Regions from separate parts of the Ovis aries genome. Here region 1 is linked to region 2. A link is a contact called in public Hi-C data. All regions are on one chromosome and are shown on one strand. The core of a region is the stretch at or near the end of the contact, and the rest is flanking DNA. Distances in the headings are between cores, read along the strand shown.

Region 1 (2,862 bases), core at 321-2,820, 65 kb before region 2:
AATTCTGTTCTCAGCCCCCTGACACGGGACCTGCTTTCTTCTACTGAAAGACCTTCCCAGGGCTGCCAGCCCTCCATTCTAGACTTGGGAGGATCCCTGGTCATGAACTTCCCATCCTATCCTGTGAGCCTGTTTTGCCTCCAGCTTGGTGCCAGCTGCTGCTTCTGAGCTCTTCCGATTCTTCCTGGGTCCAGATGTAAAAAGCAGGGAGACTGCAATTACCAGGAGAATTCAATAGGCCCAGGGTCACCCACCAAAGATGTGCTGAAAGAATGCAGTCTTCATCCATTCCCCACTTCACAGGTTCAGAAATAGAGGTTGCAAGCTGAAGAATGAGGTGGTCAGCGTTTCTTTGGGGAAAGTTGTTGGTGTGTTTCCACCTCCTTCCTCCATTTCCTCCTCATATTGGCCAAACATTGAGCACCTCTGATTCTACTGAGTGGTGCAGTCCCTGACCTTGTCTTCTACTGGTTGTCCCCAACTATTGATAGTCGGCCAGATATGCTGAGCTAGCTAAAGTGGAGACTTCATCTACACCTCGCTTCTCTAGAATGATTAGAGATCGTCTCCCCAGGTGGCCCAGCCTCCTCCACCCAAGATAGTCTAATACAGGGGTCCTCAACCTCTGACATCTAATGTCTGATGATCTGAGGTGGAGCTGATGTAGTAACAATAGAATAAAGTACTCAATAAATGTAAAGCTCTTGAATCATCCTGAAACCATCACCACCCCCGGTCCATAGAAAAAATGTCTTCCATTAAGCCAGCCCCTGGTGCCCAAAAGATTGGGTACTGCTGGTCTAAGAAGCTTTCCCAAACAGATCAAATTAGAACCTTGATGGAAAGATTGGGCTTCCCTGGTGGCTCGGTGGTAAAGAATCCGCTGCTAATGCAGGAGACGTGAGTTCAATCCCTGGTCCAGGAAGATCCCCTGGAGAAGGACACGGCAACCCATCCCCGTATTCTTGCCTGGGACATCCCATAGACAGAGGAGCCTGGTGGGCTACAGTCCTTGGGATTGCAAAAGAGTCAGAAATGACTTACAACAACAATGGAAAGATCGGCTTTACTTGGTCATCTGAACTACCTCTCCTTACTGACTGATCAAGAAATTCTAAAGCAGTGTCCCACCAGGGAAAATCCCTATGGGCTAGGATAGAAGTTGGGGGCATTAGCTCTTCAAAATTCTACTGAATCCTCCCCTTTAAAGTTGTAAAATTAAAATTCAAACATGAAGGTGATTATCTAAGGTTAATACACCAGTGTTTTCCCCTCTGTTTTCATAGCACCTGGTACATGCCAGTCAATGTATATGAAAGAGCCCTTCCCTCTTCTGGGGACCATGTGCCAATGTCCACAGCAGCAGGACAGCAGGTTTGTGTAATCTCTAATCCAGGAGGGCCCTTAAAGTTTCTTCCAACTCAGAGAGTCTTTCATTCCTTGAGATTGTTTCAGCCCCTTCCTTTGCCCCATTGCTCAATAGATGAGTCATGATTCAGAAAGGAAAGGAATGTAAAAGAGGTTGTGCCTACTGCTGGGTGGTGTTAAAAAAAAAAAAAAAAAAATCTGAGACTCCTCGGTATTCACGCAGAAAGCCAGGACACCTCTCCAAGGCAAAAGCACAGCAAGTTCGATCACCCTGCCCACATTCTGCTCTTGATTCTCAGGCTGCAGGCTGCCACTGTGAGACTTATCCTCCTCTGCACCACTGACTAATATTTGTCTTCCTCTGATTTCACCTGTGTAGAAATAAGTCTCAGAGGGTAGCTGTGAGTAGGCAGGCTGTGAGTAGGCAACTCCACCCTCATCCCTTTAGGAATGATTCTGAACACCAACTTCTTTAGGGAGAGATGTACTTGTTTCTTTGATTCCAATCAATTAAGACTTCCTTCTCAACAATGGGGCTACTATAAGTGTCTACACTCACTGGCAAAATGAAATGAAGGTGTGTGTAATCACTGCAGAGGGTGACTGCAGCCAGGAAATTAAAAGACGCTTACCCCTTGGAAGGAAAGCTATGACCAATCTAGACAGCATATTAAAAAGCAGAGACATTACTTTGTCAACAAAGGTATGTCTAGCCAAGGCATAGACATAGTTTTCCAGTAGTCACGTATGGATGTGAGTTGAACTATAAAGACAGCTGAGAGCCGAAGAATTGATGCTTTTGAACTGTGGTGTTGGAGAAGACTCTTGAGAGTCCCTTGGACTGCAAGGAGATCCAACCAGTCCATCCTAAAGGAGATCAGTCCTGGGTGTTCATTGGAAGGACTGATGTTGAAGCTGAAACTCCAATATTTTGGCCACCTGATGCAAAGAGCTAACTCATTTGAAAAGACCCTGATGCTGGGAAAGATTGAGGGCAGGAGGAGAAGAGGACAACAGAGAATGAGATGGATGTATGGCATCACCGACTCAATGAACATGGGTCTGGGTGGACTCCAGCAGTTGGTGATGGACAGGGAGGCCTGGTGTGCTGCAGTTCATGGGGTCACAGAGAGTCGGACACGACTGAGCGACTGAACGGAACTGAACTGAAACAGCAAGATATATCCTGTATCAGAATGGAGATGATGACTGCATCCTCTCACTGAGGACAGAAAAAAAAAAAAAAAAGATGTATTCTTAAGATGTGATCAAGTAAACTGAGCTGACCTGAGTTTTAAAGATGTGTGTATTTTCATTTATGTGCTTGGCAATAAAGACGTTTCCATTCTCTGAAAAATATCCCCAGTTCCCTTCCTGAAGCTTCTCCTTGATTTTTTAATACTCACGTCTTATCCTCAACGATTCATTAATTTAGATCCATAGGTGGGGCTTAACGATGCGTTCTAAATAGAGGAAAAAATAACACTGATGTCA
Region 2 (2,879 bases), core at 69-2,568:
TGGTTTTTTGGCCTCAGACATGTGCAATCTTAGTTCCCTGACCAGGGATAACCTTCACCCCCTGCATTGGAATGCAAAGTTTTAACCACTGGATCACCAGGGAAGTCCCAGTTTTACAGTTTTTAAAGCTAAAGATTTGCCCAGAAATGTACCTGAAATCATTCCTGTGAGCTACAAATAAACAGATTTTTCCAAACTGTAAAAATATGAATGAACTTTCTAGGAGAAAATTTAATAAACCCAAATAACGTGAGGTCTAGTCAAGCTTCATTCTTTAATCGGCAAGTTTACTTTAGAGGGGAAAACTCATTTTGTCAAAATTCAAAGGGAAAAAAGTTTTTAAGCAGAACTAAACTTTCAAAATTCACACTCAACAAATACAAAGAATCCTTCAGAAAAAGGAAAGAATCAAATTAAGCACCAAGTTCAACAATATTTTAAGGAGGAACATGAAAATCAATGGACATGGAGATGTTTGGGTGTCTACCACCTCTCCTCGACCCGCCATGCAAAGAACACAAGGCAAGAGAATTCTACCCAAACTTTGTATTCCTTCTGAGAAAGTCTGATTTCAGGAAAACAGTGTTTAGGATCAGGAATTCTTAATGCCATAAGTTAGTCCTTAGAAGTGCAGGATTTTTCTGTGTAAGGGTGTAAAAGGATTCCTCTGTATTCAAGGAGACTTTAAGGCTGGTGATGACTTGATAATAAGCCAAAATTATAGACAAAACATTACAAAGTGTGATGAGGGAAAATCGTGATTTTAAAAAAGTTAATTAGCTTCTGTATCTGTACTTAATCACTGTCAAGTCATCAAAGAAAACTTCCTTTAAAGTTTCTAGTTTCCTGGACTCTATTTGCATGGGATCAGAGAAGTGGAGAGTAATAAATTAAAACAAAAATATTTTCCTACCAGATTAGTGCTCTTATTGAATTATGCCAAGTGCCCCTAGGTTACCAAATTCCTTTTTAAGACTAACTCCCTGTATACATTAATAATGAAAGTCCACACTACACAGCCTCATTGGTTGCTCATCTCTGAAATTCTCCAAAGGAAGGTCTTGGACTGAGAAGGTCATGGGGCTACTCACTGTGGCTAGCCAACGACACGGGCGAATTTGTCACTGGCAAATTCGACCTACTCCCGGCAGCTGGAGACGCAGGTGTCAAAGACTTCCCTTTGCCATATCTCACAGCAAACCAGCAAGCTGGGCTCCTGTATCTCTGAGCAGTCAATTTAGCCCTGAATGGTGGCTCCCCTGGCTGAGACAGTCAGGCTGGGCTCTGCCTGACAGGCAGCCAGCCCCATATGCCCTGCAGCCCGACAGGCAAGTCCTGCTTGGGAGTAGCCCTTGCCGTGGGAGGGGCAGTGTGGAGGAAAATGGATGAGTCACACACTAGGTGAACACACGCAGACTCTCACAAAAGGCCAAGGCTTCTCTTTCTGGCAAATGATCCGGGACTATAGAGATGGCACAAGATTTGTAGTATTAGGCCACAGCTACTAACATCCTCATGCATCTGCCTAAGCCTGAAAATGGGATACAGGAAACACAAATGTCTGTGCTTGGAACTCTGTCTTGGGTTGGCTTTCTGGTCACAAAGATTATGGTTGTACAGTTCACTAATTGTCTCTGGATGTCCCTAGTTCAGGCACAAGGTGGCACTGCCATTCCCAACCTCCTTGTAGTTGGATGGGGTCATACAAGTTGTTCTGCCATGGGGACCAGCAATTTAAAATGGTAGCCACTCCATCCTGAGTAACAAGTATGGGGCCTGCTGACCTGTGATGGGCATGAGTAAAAGTTGACGATTATTTCTAGTTGCTGAAATTTGTGGGCTATTTGTTACTTCAGCATAACAGCCTCTACTAATAGATACAAGGACCAAGGCTCTTGGAAGATGACATAGGTAGTTACACATATTTCTAACTTTGAAACCCTCACAAATCTTTTTCAATTTTTTTTAGCATTTATGGACTTTCTAGCTCTCCCAAGTCCATGTTCAAAAACCACACTCACATTTATCTAAGATGTGGCATTTTTCAAAATCTGTATTAAAGGGTTCTTGTAACACAGAAAGAGGCACTCATTTTTAATCCCAGAGATCCCTCATCCTAATTTTGCTTCCTGGATCTTCTTTTGCTCTGGATCTTCTAGGGAAAGAAGTCTGAGAATCCCCTTTGGGGCCAAAACCCACTCAAGTTCCACCAGCAGATGGGAAAATTCAGTATTTTCATTGTATATGTACCATACACCCGAGCATCCCCTATATTAGTGGATATATGTAAATTATGTAAATTTCACTGCTGACCTCTCAGAGCTCACCGTCTTGTTGGGGAAAAAAAAGAAACATAGATGTGAGACTTCCCTGGTTGTCCAGTGGCTAAGAATCCACTTGCCAATACAGGGGATACAGGTTCGATTCCTAGTTGGGGAACTAGCTCCCACATACCTTGGAGCAACTAATGCTGTGTGCCACAGCTACTGAGCCCGAGTGCCCTAGAGCTGTGCTCCACGACAAGAGAAGCCACTGCAATGAGAAGCCTGTGCACCGCGGTTAGGGAGTAGCCACCTGCTCGCCGCAACTAGAGAAAGCAACTAAGCACAGCAACGAAGACCCAGCACCCTTAATCAATCAATCAATAAGAGAAACATAAACGTGGAAAATGCATAAGACCAAAGCAAGGATGGGTTGATGAAGACTGGTCCAGGGTCACTTGATGCAGCCTGCAGGCCTGGAAGGGCACCTCCAGTTTGTAGTGATGGCAAAGTTGTGGCAACAGGAGAAACTGAAGCTCATAGTTCATATGCTGGGTTAACTTTTCATGAGCATCTACTAGAGACATAGAATATGAAAGATAGAGGTGTTCTTGGGGA

The links. Hi-C and Micro-C count contacts between places; a contact is called where the count stands out from the background.
Region 1: a Hi-C map of mixed tissues shows a contact between it and region 2, with 2.1 times the contacts expected there. The contact joins the enhancer-like site here to the promoter of LOC101121719 in region 2. A contact is called at or near these places in 4 of 16 Hi-C or Micro-C datasets (liver, mixed tissues and tail adipose tissue).

The regions. Positions count from the first base shown.
Region 1 is chr20:20,710,224-20,713,085 of ARS-UI_Ramb_v3.0, reverse strand. It overlaps LOC101121979 (adhesion G protein-coupled receptor F4), which reads right to left. Exons shown (of 11, transcript XM_060403687.1): 10 at 2,775-2,831. The coding sequence ends at 2,784. Among named protein-coding and RNA genes, the nearest start is that of OPN5, 39 kb to the left of the region's middle. Within about 2 kb of position 1,570, at least 6 of the 54 cell types and tissues checked have an H3K27ac peak or open chromatin away from gene starts, as enhancers often do.
Region 2 is chr20:20,644,632-20,647,510 of ARS-UI_Ramb_v3.0, reverse strand. LOC101121719 (putative adhesion G protein-coupled receptor F2P) reads right to left here and starts at 1,318. Exons shown (of 9, transcript XM_060403684.1): 1 at 1-1,318.